Linked DNA regions of Sus scrofa: region 1 is linked to region 2. The links are chromatin contacts, called in public Hi-C maps. All regions are on one chromosome and are shown on one strand. The core of a region is the stretch at or near the end of the contact, and the rest is flanking DNA. Distances in the headings are between cores, read along the strand shown.

Region 1 (2,700 bases), core at 187-2,686, 64 kb before region 2:
GATCCTTAACCCACTGTGCTAGGTGGGGGGTCCAACCTGCATCCCAGTGATGCAGGGATGTCTCTGATCTCATTGAATCACAGTGGGAACTCCTTATAATCTCTTCTTTTACGGACACCAGTCATATTAGATTAGAGGGCACCCCAATGACTTCATTTAATTACCTCTTTGAAGACTTTATCTCCAAAATTTTCACATTTGAGGTGCTAGAAGTTAGGTCTTCAACATGTGGTTGGGGGGGCACAAGTCAGCCTGTAACACCCACTAAATGCCAGAGGTGATCCTCTCAAGTCATTGTGCCAATCAGAAATACCCCCCCAGAGGGCTGGTGCTACCCCTAGCTGAGAAGAACTCAACATAGCAATCCAGGGATGGGTACAACCAGTGAGTTCATTGGTCAACTAATGCCTTTGATGGGGTTCCCTGGCGGCTTAGTGGATATGGATCCACTGTTGTCACTGCTTCAGCTTTGGGTTGCTGCTGTGATATAGGTTTGATCCTCGGTAACTTCTGCATGCTGTAGGTGCAGCCAAAAAACACCCCTCCCTGGAATTCCTGTCATGGCTCAGTGGTTAATGAATTTGACTAGCACACATGAGTACACAGGTTCAATCCCTGGCCTTGCTCAGTGGGTTAAGGATCTGGTGTTGCCATGAGCTGTGGTGTAGGTTGCAGACATGGCTTGGATCCTGTTGCTATAGTTGTGGTGTAGGCTGGCAGCTACATCTCTGATTTGACCCCTAGCCTGGGCACCTCCATATGTCGCAGGTGTGGCCCTCAAAAAGCAAAAACAGGAGTTCCTGTTATGGCTCAGTGGTTAACGAATCCGACTAGGAACCATGAGGTTGCGAGTTCGATCCCTGGCCTTGCTCAGTGGGTTAAGGATCCGGTGTTGCTGTGAGCTGTGGTGTAGGTTGCAGATGCGGCTTGGATCCCGTGTTGCTGTGGCTCTGGTGTAGGTCAGTGGCTGCAGCTCCAATTAGACCCCTAAACTGGGAATCTCCATATGCCGTGGGAGCAGCCCTAGAAACGGCAAAAAAAAAAAAAAGGACCAAAAAACAAAACAAAACAAAAAAAACAAAACACCCCTCCCAAACCCAAGGGCCCTTGATTATTCCTATTTGGACTGAGAACAGGTGATTAATGCAAGGAGCCTCTGAGCAAGGGATGCAGTGGGAGAGGGGGATTGAAATTCACTCCACTTCTTGTCCCCTCTGTACTTGTCTCTTCCCATTTCCACACCTGCCCTGAACTCATCAGTATCAAAACTAATCTTCCATACATTACATAGACTGCAGAGTGGCGCAGGGAATCCTGTTCTAAGCCCTCCACTCAGGGGACCATTGGCCCAAGAAACTGTTTATCTAGGGTCAGGGGAAGTTCCCCCATCTCAGAAGAGGAAATTTCAGTTTCCCTCAGTATGCATGTTGAGAAATGGGGAAGCAGGGGGCTGTGGTTACAATTCTGAGTCATTCTGAGCCGGGGTGAGGGGGTGGTCTACAGTGGAGCTGGTCCAAACCTACCTCCTTTCCACACCTCTCACACTTGTCTGATTTCAGGTAGAGAGGAAAACATGAAAGAGGTCCTCTTTACTGGTTTGGGTTCAGGAACCAAAAGTTGGGCATTCTTGGTGGTTTAAAAAAAAAGCCATGGTTTATCAAGCATACATCATGCACTAGATAGATGCATTAGCTCTCATTTAATCTTCACAATGATTCTGTGAGGTTGAAACAATGACTAACCTCATTTTATAGCTGGCAAAACTGAGGCCCAGAGGGGTTTCATAGCTTCTTCATTGTCATTTAGTGGATAAGTGGTAGAGATGTATTTGGACTGACTCTGTGCCTCCAATGGTTGATTTCTCTCTGTAGCACCTGCTGCCTTTCAAAAGACAGTCTCTAGGAGTTCCCGTTGTGGCTCAGCGGTTAATGAACCCAACTAGTATCCATGAGGACGTGGGTTCAGTCCCTGGCCTTGCTCAATGGGTTAAGGATCCAGTGTTGCCGTGAGCTGTAGTGTAGGTCGCAGACTCTGCTCAGATCCCACGTTGCTGTGGCTGTGGCTTGGCTGGCAGCTACAGCTCTGATTGGACCCCTAGCCTGGGAACCTCCATCGGCCACGGGTGTGACCCCTAAAGAGACAAAAAGACAAAAAAAAATAGACTGTCTATAAACCTGAATTATACCTGGAAATTCCAACCTTGTAACTCTTGCCTTGGCTGGCAGTTATATGAAAGGAACAACATGATGTGGTAGAGCAGACAACCTGGGCTGAGATAGGAAACCAGGAGCTGGGTTCTGGATCTGTCGATAATAATCTGTGTGGCTCTCCTGGCTATCACAGTAATGCAGGTGAGTGATGCTGGGGACCAGGGAGCTAATTGTGAAGGCAGGCAGAATCCTGAATCTATTTTGAAGATATACCTAATGGGATTTGCTGATGAATGGAATGTTGGGTGTGAGAGAAAGAGGAGACTAAAGAATCATTCCAAGGTTTCAGCTTAAATAATAAGAAAGCAGGAGTTATTATTATTAGAGATGGGGAAGAAGAAATGCTTATGCAAACCGTAAACATTTAGATGGTTCATGAACTTTGCCAAATTCTTAGAACGTCTCTTGGGTCAAGGATGGAATATTGTGTGTATCAGCTGTGATCGTGCCCTGCTTCTCTCCTTGATCCTCACATTTTCAGTGATTTCTG
Region 2 (2,700 bases), core at 190-2,689:
AGGAAACATCTTGTTTGAATTCTCTCATTAAAAGAATTTTTTAGAGATCCTGCTGTGTAGCACTGGGAACTATATCTAGTCACTTATGATGGAGCATGATAATGTGAGAAAAAACAATCTATACATGTAACTGGGTCACCATGCTGTACAGTAGAAAATTGAGAGAATGCCGTAAACTAGCTATAATGAAAAAAATAAAAATCATTATAAAAATAAACATAAAAATAAAACAGAATTTTTTAGCTTTACTGAAGTACAATTGATCTACAAAAAAGTTACACATTCTCTCACTTAAATTTAATTCCACAGATATATATTGGATACCTCTCAAACGTAAGATGTGGAAGGAGCTGCAAAGGTGAGGGGACCTGGCATTGCCTTCAAGTAATTTATATTATTTTGATAGACTTTATTACCTGCCTCTGCAACTAAATAATTCTGAGATTTTGAGCAACCTCTCTGTGATGCCATTTTGCATCTGCAGTGTACAATAATGAATGTAGAAGCAGTCTTACCCTGATACCATGCTAAAGTAGGTGCTCAATATGTGTTAACTATTGTTGATACTGCAATGTCTAATATTGTTATTTGATCTGGAGCTAGAGCATGGAAAAGATTTCAAAGCTGGAGGACCATCTGCACAGAGGTGGTGGTTGAAGCCGTGGGAGCTTGAGATTCCTCAAGGGAGAAGTAGAAAAGAGAAGTAAAAACAAAGACATATTAACAAAGATCTGGAGCCAGGGAGCTTGGGTTCAAATTCTGGCTCTGCCTTTTAAAAGCTAGGTGACCTTGGACAAGGAACATTACCACTCTGTGCCCCAGTTTTCTTATCTGTAGGGTGGGAATAATATTAATATCCACATCATGAGCCTTTTATGAGGATTACATGGGCTAATACACAAAGTTCATAGTGAGTGCTCCAAAATGTTGGTTATTAACACTCAGGAAAGGGAAAAAGGAGGGGAAGAAAGAATAGCAAGAAAGGCAGAGAGAAAGTCGTCAGGGCAGTACTAGGTCTCAGAGGTTATCAAGCAGGAGAGGATATTGATTAGAAAACAAAACCTGTGAAGAGCAAGATGAACAACTCATTGAACTGGAAAATTCATAAGGAAAATTTTAGGGATATCTAAGAGTGTAGTTTGAATATGGTGGCGAGGGAGTAAACAGTCATGCAAGGGGAAAAAGTGTGTGTTCAAATCAGAGCATAAATAAGAAGATAAGGAAAAGAGAATAATTGTTGAACCAAGTAGTTTCTGATATGGGGTAGGTTAAGGCACAGTCATTGTCAAGGTTACACATACCTGGAAGAAGCAATGACCCTCGCATTCCTGGGTGCACGCAATCCTCACCAGCCAGTTCTCAAAGCTCCCTGATGTGCTCCTTCCTAACCACGTTTCCTATCTTAAGGGAATCTCACGAGAATTGGTACATATGTCAGCTGACCTAGGAAACTGCTATCAGAAAAGTGAACTTCTTTGTCTTTCACCATCAGACCATGGTTCTGCTTTTCATTTGTTTGTTTTCTGTAACTTTTCTTATTTTCATATGCTTCCTTTATAGTAGGTTTTCCTAGTTATTGTTGCTTGCCTTTGAGCTTACAGAAGCAATGGATCCTAGGAAAAGAATGTCCTTTACCTACAGAAAATTGTCCGAAGAGCAGGAAGTGACTGTGGGCCAAAATAAACCTTAAATAACCCTGTGGTTTTGAGCTGGGTAAGCCAGGATTTAGAGTATCTCTACTGATATCAAAAGTTTCTGGAAGTGTCACTTTTTACAAGTCTTGGGATCTCCTTTCCCCCAGAATGTGGCACTGACCAGATCTGACTGGAGTCTCAAAGTCTCATAGAAGGTGATGTATTATTTGGTTATTTGGGGCTAGCTAGACCAATTTCAGGATTTAGGAGAAAAGGCCTCTAAATCATTCCTTCTTTCAACAAATATTTATTATTAATAACCAATTTTTAATATTTATTAAATATTAATAACATAATAAATAATAGTAATAATAAATAATAAATCCTGCCACAGTGGCAGGATCTATGCTACCTTCTAGGGATACATCAGTGAACAAAATTTACACTTTTTTTCCTACATAGAACTTCAGAGAAAGGGAACTTTGGAGGAAAATCAGGTTTTTGGAGAGAGACAGAATTAAGGTTTGGATAAATTGACTTTGAGGTGTTGTGATTTCAATGTAAGTTGTATATTTAATCAACAAAAGAGAGGGTTCCCCCACGCAGACCCTGCCCATAGACGGTAATTATAGCCATGGCAATGGATTAAATCATTTAGGGAGAGATTGTAGACTGGGAATAGAGTGCTGAGTAAGTAACTTAAAAATCAAGAAGTGGAGGAGCAGCTAATAGAGGATACAGGGCAAGAGTGGACAGACAGATGGAGAAAATAAGTAGAATATGATGTCATGGAGGATCAAGGAAAGAGACCAAACTGGATTAAGACTGAAAATATTCACAAGAGAGTTAAACCGTTGTGGCTCAGAGGTTAACGAATCCGACTAGGAACTATGAGGTTGTGGGTTCGATTCCTGGCCTCTCTCGGTGGGCTAAGGATCCAGCATTGCCATCAGCTGTTGTGTAGGTTGCAGACACGGCTCGGATCCCACATTGCTGTGGCTCTGGTGAAGGCTGGTGGCTACAGCTCCGATTAGACCCCTAGCCTGGAAACTTCCATATGCTGCAG

What was found. A called contact is a pair of places that touch in the nucleus more often than the background predicts.
Region 1: a Hi-C map of blood shows a contact between it and region 2, with 5 times the contacts expected there. The contact joins the enhancer-like site here to the promoter of ADGRE3 in region 2. A contact is called at or near these places in 1 of 5 promoter capture datasets (liver), 18 of 47 Hi-C or Micro-C datasets (alveolar macrophages, blood, embryonic fibroblasts and 7 more) and 1 of 2 datasets of contacts at active chromatin or transcription factors (alveolar macrophages).

The regions. Positions count from the first base shown.
Region 1 is chr2:64,686,082-64,688,781 of Sscrofa11.1, reverse strand. No RefSeq gene overlaps it. Among named protein-coding and RNA genes, the nearest start is that of CLEC17A, 19 kb to the left of the region's middle. Within about 2 kb of position 1,436, at least 4 of the 83 cell types and tissues checked have an H3K27ac peak or open chromatin away from gene starts, as enhancers often do. A contact at or near this core is called in alveolar macrophages, where this site is marked.
Region 2 is chr2:64,621,985-64,624,684 of Sscrofa11.1, reverse strand. It overlaps ADGRE3 (adhesion G protein-coupled receptor E3), which reads right to left and starts at 1,439. Exons shown (of 17, transcript XM_021083689.1): 1 at 1,302-1,439. The coding sequence starts at 1,326.